3 separate regions of the Sus scrofa genome follow, and all the other regions are linked to region 3. Evidence: chromatin contacts called from public Hi-C and HiChIP or PLAC-seq data. All regions are on one chromosome and are shown on one strand. Each heading gives the region's core, a stretch centred on a gene start, on an enhancer-like site or on the middle of the called end of the contact. The rest is flanking DNA. Distances are from core to core; before and after follow the strand shown.

What was found. Hi-C and Micro-C count contacts between places; a contact is called where the count stands out from the background. HiChIP or PLAC-seq counts read pairs in DNA pulled down with a chosen protein or histone mark.
Region 1: a Hi-C map of liver shows a contact between it and region 3, with 6 times the contacts expected there. The contact joins the promoter of ARMC5 here to the promoter of FBRS in region 3. A contact is called at or near these places in 2 of 47 Hi-C or Micro-C datasets (liver and retroperitoneal adipose tissue).
Region 2: an H3K27ac HiChIP or PLAC-seq map of alveolar macrophages shows a contact between it and region 3. The contact joins the promoter of CORO1A here to the promoter of FBRS in region 3. A contact is called at or near these places in 1 of 5 promoter capture datasets (fetal liver) and 1 of 2 datasets of contacts at active chromatin or transcription factors (alveolar macrophages).

Annotation. Positions count from the first base shown.
Region 1 is chr3:17,107,265-17,110,425 of Sscrofa11.1, reverse strand. It overlaps ARMC5 (armadillo repeat-containing protein 5), which reads left to right and starts at 1,903. Exons shown (of 6, transcript XM_021086388.1): 1 at 1,903-2,555. The coding sequence starts at 2,075. It overlaps LOC100626250 (cytochrome c oxidase subunit 6A2, mitochondrial), which reads right to left and starts at 1,803. Exons shown (of 8, transcript XM_021086396.1): 1 at 1,344-1,803.
Region 2 is chr3:18,335,192-18,338,564 of Sscrofa11.1, reverse strand. It overlaps CORO1A (coronin-1A), which reads right to left and starts at 1,752. Exons shown (of 11, transcript XM_021088028.1): 1 at 1,556-1,752.
Region 3 is chr3:17,741,954-17,745,272 of Sscrofa11.1, reverse strand. It overlaps FBRS (probable fibrosin-1), which reads left to right and starts at 1,462. Exons shown (of 18, transcript XM_021086415.1): 1 at 1,462-3,006; 2 at 3,297-3,319. The coding sequence starts at 2,551.

The DNA of each region.
Region 1 (3,161 bases), core at 654-3,153, 640 kb after region 3:
CCAGGGACGAAAGGCTGTGAATCACCCAGGCAGTGATCAGACCTGCTTCAAAATGCTCTGCACCTGCCCCATGTGGAATGCTGGGGACGCAGTAGGGACAATGCAGAGTCCCAGTCCTCCTGGAGTATGTCTAGGGAAGGGAGGGACTTTGGCTTGGGTGGGGGTGGAGGGATGGGGTGCTGTTCTGGCATCCCCAGCGCCCCTCCCAAATCACCAGCCACAGCTGAGCTTCCCATTGGGCAGGAATCCAACTGCCAGACCATGGACACATGCACTGCACAGCACCAGCCTCTTTGTGGCCCACCAGGCTCAGAGGAGGAACCTGAGTCCCAGAACTGGATGAGATCAGAGGTAGAACGAGGAGTTCCCTCTGTGGCGCAACAAGATGGGTGGTATCTGCAGCACCAAGACTCAGGTTGGATTCCTGGCCTGACACAGTGGGTTAAAGGATCTGGCGTTGCTGCAGCTGCAGCGTGGTCAAAACTATGGGTCAGATCTGATCCCTGGCCCAGGAACTCCATATGCTATGGGGCAGCCAAAAAAGAAAGAAAAAAAAAAAAAAAACGAAAGGAAAAAAGAGAACGGGATGGAGTCCAAGCTCATGTACATAACTAGGCAAAAGAAGGGCCAGGAATTGTTGCTGACTCCCCCTCCTCCCAGCGCACCCAGGCCGCAGTGTTTAAAGAGTGCTTCCACACTTGCTAGTGCCTCAACTGATAGGTTCCCAGGGGGATGGTGGACTTGAAACACGGGTCAATGACATTAGAAAGTCGCTGACCAAGAATCAACCACCCTGTCTGCTAAGTCAATCAACTACCCCGCCCGATTAACCACCCTGCCTGCTTAAGTCAATCCCTGCCCAAGGCAGGGTGGTTACAGCACTTATCCGGACAGGAGAAATGGAGAGGGAAAGCTATCGTCCTTTGCCACCCTCCTCCCTCGCACATTGTTCCCTCCACGTTTTGCTGGCAACCAGCCTTTTATAACTAGATCTCCACGGAATTCCCATAGTGGCCGGTAGTAACGAACCGACATAGTGTCTATGAGGATGCTGATTAGATCCCAGGCCTTGCTGAGTGGGTTAAGGATCCCGACCTGCCGAGAGCTGTGATGTAGGTCGCAGACGCAGTTTTGATCCCGCTTGCTGTGGTTGTGGTGTAGGCCAGCAGCTGCAGTTCCAGCTCCAATTGGACCCCTAGCCTGGGAATTTCTATATGCCGAGGGTGCGGCCCTAAAAGGGGTGGGGGTGGGGAAGAACAACTCCTCACAATCGCTGCTGATGCCATCCTGAGCTCGGCCCATCTATTTGGGATGCCTTAATAAATCACTCCTGCTTTACTGACTTGGCCTTGGCCGGTCCTCGCCCAGCAAACCTCAAGCACAAGAGGTGAAGACACTCAGGACCCAGGAATCCAGCACCGGAAACGGAAAGGTCCACTAGCTCCTGCCGCTCTAGGAAGTGGCAGCGAACGGTATCGATAGCTTTAACCCTCTTGTTCACTTGACGGAGCAAATGCTCCCATCTGTAGCCGCTGTGAGGAATGTGACACCTTCTGCTTGGCTCGGGTTCTGAGCTCATCAACGCGGACTTCGGTGCCCCGGCCACCGCTGGAGGGGCGGGGAGGACGGCAAAGCGAGCCTGAAGGAAAAGGCTGTCGCTGGGGACACTCTGGGGGCGGAGTAGCCAAGTCACCTGGAGCAGTACAGTACTGAGACTCCGTAGTCGGATATCTGGGTTCTCCAGAGACACTGACCCATTCGAGTACCGGGAGAGTTGCCTACTATCCTACGCGGGGCATGTTACGCTTGGCGCGGACTACGTATCCAAGCATGCGCCGCACACGCCTCTTAGGCACGCACAGCGATTAGATAACCACCACTCTCGTCGAGCCTTCTGCGACTGTGCAGGTCAGAGCACCAAGGATCGGGAACTACAACTTCCGACTGGCATAATTACTGCGGCGGCGCTATTTAAAAAGCGTCAGAGAGGAGGTGCCTGGCCACGCCCCTCCTTCCAGTTCCGCTCTCTTGGATGCGCTGCGAAGGGGGGGCGGAGCCTTAAGCCTGAGCCAAGATGGCGGCCGCGAAGCCAACCCCCACGGACTCGCTCTCGTTCTGCCTCGCGCAGCTCACGGCGGCGGCCGGGGAGGGTCTAGGTGGGGGAAAGGACACAGCTACCAACGAGACACCCTTGGGCCGCGCGCTCTTAGCCCTCCGCACGCGCCACGTCAAGGCAGCGGGGGGAATCGAGCGCTTCCGGGCACGCGGCGGGCTCCGCCCCCTTCTCGCTCTGCTACGGCGAGCGGCTGCAGCGGGTCCCGCCCTGTCCCAGGCTGGCTCAGGCTCCACCCCCTCTTCGGTCGAGTCAGCGGCTTCTTCTGGCCCCGCCCCCTCGCCGGGCCCCGCCCCCTCCGCAGCTTCGTCATCACCGACGCCCTCTCCGCCAGCGCGCCTGCGCAAGACGCTGGACTTAGCGCTCAGCATCCTAGCCAACTGCTGTACGGAAGGGGCGTGCCGGGCTGAAGTGCGCAGACTCGGAGGCATACTCCCATTGGGTAAGTGCTCCGCCCTCATTTCCTAGGATTCCACCCGAACTTGTGTCCTATTCTGGGCGTGGGCAGAGTCTTTGAGTTCTGTGTGTGGTAGCCTGGAAGACTGCGCTTTATGACGGCACAGCGCCCCCCCGCTCTTTAGCTGTCATGACCCGTGATGTCACTGCTCTCTATAAATTAGACCCTAGCCCTCCTAGATCAGATAATTACAAGCAGTTACTTACTGGCTGTGGAGCACCACTCTCGCCTCTGGGCTGGTGGAGGCCAAAGGATTATGTAGTGACTCTTTCAAATGATTCTTACTCTCCACTTAAGGCCTTGTGTCTGGCCTTGTGCAGGAGCAAGTCCCATTTGATGAACTGGTGGTCAGAAAGTGTGCTCTGCGGTCAGCTAGACTCATCCGAGGCTAGGATGGTAAAATGGTGTAATAATAGTTACTTCAAAAAATTGGAATAGGGAGTTCCCTTCGTGCTTCAGCGGTTAACGAATCCGACTAGGATCCACGAGGATGCAGGTTCGATCCCTGGCTTGCTCAGTGGATTAAGGATCCCACGTTGCTATGAGCTGTGGTGTAGATCGTAGGTGCGGTTCTGATCTCCCCTTACTCTG
Region 2 (3,373 bases), core at 503-3,002, 590 kb before region 3:
TGGTCCCCGTCTCCCCCAGGACACCCCTGGGCCTGGCCTTCATGGTCTCAGCTAACTTCCCCAGCTTGTCTCCCCGGCGCCCTGCTGCTGGCCTCTGTAATTGACATCCCGCTACCCTCACAGTGGCCTTGCCCGACCCCCCTACCTCTGGCTGATCTGCAGGGCCCACCCACCGCAGCCTGGCTCCTGTACCCTCGGCCTCGGGGGCAGAGCCCGCTGTGGGGTGGCCCCTGGTGCCGGCCCATTTGTCCCACTGAGTGGCTGACAGACACAGAGTCCTTCATCCCCCGCTGGGTCACACTCCGGGCCTTCCGTGTGGACAGCTTGGAGGGTGGGGTCTCTCAGTCACAGGGTCCAAACTTCACACCCTCACACCCACGTGGGGAGCCTCCTAAAGGCCAGGCACTCCCAACCTCCAGGCTCAGGGCTGGACACACAGAGGGATGTGGCTTGTGGGTTTGCCCAGGAGGCACTTCTTCAGTGGCTCAGTGGCCCTCTGGGCACCAGAAACAGGCAGATGGCTGGGGCCCGAGCATCTCCTCTTCCATATACCTCTCTGCTTCCTGCCTGGCCTGGTTCCTTCCCCAGCCCCTCTGGAACCACCCATGGGAAGGGAGCAGCCGGCACTCACTTCTTGGAGTCGGGCTAGGACGGTTCCCCCACCCCACGGTTGCTGGATGGTCAGTGCGCAAAGCCAAGGGGCCTGCCTCTGGCTGCCCACGCTCCAGGCCGGGTCCTGGTGCCCAGCAGCATCACCTTCCAGCTCAGCGTGGGGACCTGTGCTGCCCACTCAAGAGCACCCTCCGGGCCTCTCCTCCATCACCTCAGCTCCACCCTTTCACCCTCTGCCTTCTGGCCTAGCCCTTTGGTGTGTGGGGGGGCTGCTCCAGCCACCCTTGCCCACCCTGCGACTCTCCAAGGGGCTCCTGGGTCCACCTGCCCAGAAAGCGGGTGAGGAACCTGTGTGTGGGGAAGCCCGTCTGGGGACAAGGGGGGATCCTTCCCAAGTGAGAAGCCTGGATCTGGGGAGCCAGGAGCCCCCAAATTGGAGGTTGGGAGACAGGAAGCCAGCGCCCCACCCTGCCTCCTCCCCCACCGCAGGTACTAGGCCCGGAAACCACGGAAAGGGGAACTTGGGCTTTTCTTGTTTTGCTCTCAACCCCTTCCTGTCTCCCAGCTCAGGGCAGCTGCTCGGTGCACCCCACCCTGCCCCCCTCCCGCCCCCAAACTCGCCCAAAGATGCCAAGGGGAGTCTGGCCAGCACATGTCCTGACCCCCGGGCTCCCCCACCTCCATCATGGCTGCGGTGGCCCCTCGCCCTCGTCCCCTCACCGCGCCCTCCCGGACACACGGATGGACCCGCCCACGCGCACCTGCACCCTCAGGCGAGTCCCTCCACGCGGGGCGTGGAGCGGCTCTGTCCCCATCGCCGAGCCAGCTCGCTTTGACAGTCCGTCCGCCCCCACAGCCCGCTCCTGCCAAGCCCTCGCCTGCCCCACAGGTGGCCCAGAGCAGCGATGCCGAGTCCCGCGCCCCCGTCCCCGGGGGGTCTTACCTGCTGCTGAGAGAGGAGTGACCCCCCAAACGGAGGAGGGAGAGGAGGAGGCGGAGGAAGGAGCTGGAGGAGCCGGAGACTGCCCGCTGAGGATGCTCTCGTCAAGACAATGAATGAGAAGCGGCGGCGCCCGCCTCCTTAGGGGTGGCAGCGCCCCTTTGGGCGGAGCTCTTAAAGGGGAGAGCCCTTCGCTCCGCCGAGGCGCCGCCTCGCCCAGCGGACCGACCGCAGCCTCCCCTCCCCTCCCCTCCCTCCCTCCGTGGAGAAGCTCCGCGCCTTCGCTGCCAATGCCAGACCAAAACAGATGCTGTTGGCCAGTGGCTGCCAATCTCATCTTTTAATGTCAAAATGCAAAAATAACCTGTTCCTTCAGCCCACCCCTAGCCTACTCGCCACCCTTTCCCTGGCCATCATGGAAGAGTCCATCAGTGCGCCCCCCGGCGGGCCCGGGTACAGGCCCCCCGTGCCCACCCCCAGCCAAGGCTGTCCTGCCTTCTGTCGCCCCCACGGAACAGAGCTGGGGAAGGGACAGGAGGAGGGAGAGCCACCTGCAGGCAGGAGACCTGGCGTCTGTCCTGGCCCCTGCATTTACAAATGGGTGGCCCCGGGAGAGTCTCTTACCCTCTCTAGGTCTGTGTGCATCTAGGAGCACCTCTGCCCTGCCTGCCTCAAGGGGGAAAATGGAATAATTGGGCGCTTCTTTGGGCGGGGAGGGGTGGGAGCTATAGAGGTGAAGGAGTCGGAGTTGGGCAGCTAGCGGAAGGCAAGGCACAAATAACAGCTCTAATGAGCTAAGTAGAAGAGTTGCCACGGTGGTGCAGTGGGTTAAGAATCCTACTGCAGTGCCTTGGGTGGCTGCGGAGGCACAGGTTCGATCCCCAGCAGTGGATTAAAGGATCCAGCTTTGCCTGCAGCTGCTGCAAGAATTCAACCCCAGGTCTGGGAACTAACAAAAAGAAAAAGAGCCAAGTAGGAGTTCCTGTCGTGGCACAGCAGAAACGAATCTGACTAGCATCCATGAGGACACAGGTTCAATCCCTGGCCTGGCTCAGTGGATTAAGGATCCGGCATTGCCGTGAGCTGTGGTGTAGGTCACAGATGTGGCTTGGATTTTACGTGGCTGTGGCTGGGTTGTAGGCCAGGTGGCTACAGCTCCGATTTGACCCCTAGCCTGGGAAGTTCCACATACCACGTGTGCAGCCCTAAAAAGACCAAAAAAAAAAAAAAGCTAGAGGAGGAAGCCTGGGCTTCAGACTCAAGAGGAAGGAGTTGGTTCCCAGCCAAGAGACTGCCTCATAGAGGTAGAAACACCGGGGGCAGGGAAGGCTTGCTCTAGAATCATTGCTTTCTGAGTTTGAGTCCTGGCTGTCACACCTACAGAGTGATCTTGGGCAGGTTCCTTAATCTCTGTCAGCCTTAGTTTCTCTGGCTGTAACAGCCTCACACCTACCATGAGATTATGGAAATGGATCTTTTTTTTTTTTTTTTTTTTTTTTTTTTTTTTTTTTTTTTTTAATGGCTAGACCACAGCATATGGAGGTTCCCAGGCTAGGAGTCGAATCTGAGCTGCAGCTTCCGGCCTACACCACAGCCACAGCAACTCGGGATCCAAGCCATGTCTGTGACCTACACCACAGCTCATGGCAACACTGGATCCTTGACCCACTGAGCGAGGCCAGGGATCGAACCTGTGTCCTCATGGGTCCTAGTCGAGTTCATTCTGGCTGAGCCCTGATGGGAACTCCGAGGTTATGGAAATGGAAAGCTTTCTGCACCTTATCTGAAGTATAGCAAGTGCTTCATAAATCTTACCTCTCA
Region 3 (3,319 bases), core at 213-2,712:
AAAAAAAAAAAAAATCTTCCCATGTGATGGAGTTCCCATTGTGGCTCTGGGTTAAGAACCCAACTAGTATCCATGAGGATAAGTGTTTGATGATCCCTGGCCTTGCTCAGCAGGTTAAGGGTCCAGTGTTGCTGCAAGCTGTGGTGTAGGTGACAGATGTGGCTCAGATCTGGCATTGCTGTGGCTGTGGTGTAGGCCAGCAGCTAAGCTCTGATTCAAGCCCTAACCTGGGAACCTCCATATGCTGCAGCTGCAACCCTAAAAAGGAAAAAAAAGAATTTTCCCATATGGATACGTCTGAATTTCCTCCAGAAGATACTATGATTCTATACCTGGTCAGGGTTCTCTCAACTCACTTACGTCGCAGAGGACAGATGTAAAGACCCAGAGTGGACGAAGGCCTTGATCACCATGGCCCTGAGTTCCTCCTAACACACAGGCCAGGATCCTCCTGCTGGATTCAAGAGCTGAGTACTCAGCTATAATTAAGCACCTACAACAACCTGTCCCAGTTACCTGACCTACACAAAGCCTTGTGAGAGTCATACCCATTTAATATATAAGCAAGCAAGTTGACTGTTCCAGTGCTATGTCCACCTTAAAAGGGTAACCTAAACAACCAGCGGACGTAAGTGGCACTGTACATCTTTCATAACTTAGAGGCAAAATACAGCAGTGGTCAAGAGCACTGACTGGAGCTAAACTTGAGTCCAAACCCTGGCTGGGAAATTAAACCTGCATCAATTCCCTGCTCCTTCTGTAAAATGGGGCTGATAGGAGTATCTTCCTAAGAGACTTCGTACTGTCAAACGAGTTAATATGAGAGAAAGTGCCCGGCACACAGGACAAGGTGTTTCTTGCTAGAACGCGGAGACCATAGGCAAGCACTCTCTCACTGCACCGACCCATAACGGGATGCGGTTTGCTTGCCGCGCGACTAGAGCTCTCAAAACACGCCGCAAGCTCTAGCCATCCCGCACCGCGGGAGATCCCGCTGAGCAGCTACCCGACGGAGGTACCACCACGCGCGTGCGCGAAAAGCCAAGCGGCCGGTGGACTAAGCCAAACGGCGGAAAGGGAGAGAAGACGTAGCGCGCGGCAGACAAGGACCTGCCTCGGCCCCGCGCCGCCCAGCGGCCAACCGTCCCTAGGACTCGCGCACCCCATCCGGATCCTTGCCTAGACGCCGTCAGGTCACGGGCCAATGAACGAAGAGCAGGAAGAGGCGGGGTCATCTGAAGGACCGCCCCAAGCACGTACTTCTAACCAGTCGAGTCATAAGACTTGATGAAGGGAGGAGCTAATCTGACGTATACCCAATCCAAGATTTGAGGGCGGCTACATATTACCCACTCCCCGGAGTTTGACTCCGCCCTTCGCCTTGACGTACACGTCTCAACCTATCAACGACTAAGCCTGTAGAGGGGTGAGGGGAAGGGGGCGGAGAGTGGGAGGAGGCAAAGAGAGGAAGGAGGCGTAGGCTGAGGAGGAAGAGGGAGGAGGGGCAGGGAAGTCCTGGCGGAGAGGAGGCCCCAGACTCCAAAGGAGACAACAGGAGGGTACGCAGAAGCTCCCTCCCTACCCAGCAGCCGTTCCGGATCCCTTAAGGCGCAAGTCAGACAGAGACGGAGGAAAGGAGGAAGAGACTTTTATGTCGGCAGACAGAGAAGCTCTACCCGTCACCGTTGCCTCACATCCGGGGCTTTGGAGGGCTGGCCCCCGCGGCCCCGCCCCCCCCTCGCGCCTTTCATGGCGACCGGAGGCGGAGGCTGGAAGAGCTGGGCTTGGAGGAGGCCCCTTTAAATCTCCTTAAAGGGGTGGCCACTCATCTCGGCAGACTACAACGCCAGCCTTTAAAGGGGAAGCCACCGAACAGACGCTGACAAATTGAGAACTGTGCTGTTGGGAGAATTGGAAGGAGTGGGGATTCTCACCGCCTCTCCTCCCCCACGCAAGAAGTCCTTTAAATTCAACTTAAAGGGGAAGTGGCTGCTTGTGGAGGACTAGAAACTAACTCCCGAGCCCTTAAAGGGGCGGCCTGCTGTTTGGAGAACCCTGGACTCCTTAAAGGGGTGGCCTCTTTTCGTCGGAGGACTTGAGGCACTTTTAAAGGGGAGGTCTGCGTTTCGGGTCGAGCTTTCGGCCCCTTTTAAAGGGGTGGCCCTTCCTCTTCCTCGGGGAGACTTGTCTCGACCCCTGGCAGGGGGCGGCCACCGAACTAGGCCGGTCGGACACCGTCGGGTCGTCTTAAAGGGGACAGGGGCTGAACAACTTGAGGCCTTGCCTTAAAGGAACGGCCGCTCCGTTTTCGTCGTCTCGTCCCCGCCGGCCCCACAGGGGGGGCCCTCAGGCTTGTCGCCCCGGGGGCGGCGCCGGCTTCCCGGGCCTTGGCCTTGGGGCAAGCTCGGGGCCAGGAGATCCTGCTTTAAAGGGGAAGCCGTGGCCCTCTCGTCCCTGTGCAGCCGCCAGCGCCGCGCGTGCGACCCCGGGCCTGCGGACAGGCCGCTTCGGGCCCCGCCGCCTCCGGATGCGGCGCTGAGGGCGGTCGCCATGGAGACGGCAGCGGCCGCGGCTCCCGGCCCGGGCTGGGCCGCTGAGGGGGAGCGGCGGCGGCGGCGCTGCTCGCGCCGAGACCGAGACCGGGAGCAGCGGCGCCGCCGAGGTCCCGGCGGCGACGCGCCCCGGGCCCTATTGGCCGCCCCGCGCGGTTCCTCGTCCTCGTCGTCGCCGCCGCCGCCCGCCAGGCCCTGGTCGTCAGCTTCATCTGGAGAGCGGCCGGGAGGCCCGAGACGGCGGCGGCCGCGTCCCAGGCCTCGGCCCCCGCGACCCCGAGCTCGGAAGCGGCCTGCCGGCTCGGGCAGCCGCGGGGAGGAAGAGGAGGAGGAGGAGGAGGGGGGCGCAGACGATGGGGAGGCCGAGGAGGAGCCAGAGGAGGAGGAAGAAGAGGAGGAGGACTTGATCGATGGCTTCGCCATCGCCAGCTTCGCCAGCCTCGAAGCCTTGCAGGTGGGGTCTGATGGGGCTGGGGACCCTTGGGGGGCTTCAGAGGGCCAGAGAGAAGAGTATGAGGCCTGGAGTGGGTGGAGTTGAGGGGGGAATGCTGGCACCCCAAACCAGAGCAACCGGCTCCTCTGGCCAGGCCTCTGCCCCACCCTGGGGTGGGAGGAGGTAGAGCTAGTCTCCAGGGACCAACCAGGTTACCTGGCCTCTGAGCCACTCTGGTAGCCTGGTCACCCCTAGAGAGATCGGGAGCTTTCTGTTTTTCATCTACTTCAGTTCCACCTCCTCTTCCACAGAAGGATGCATCTCTTCAGCCCCC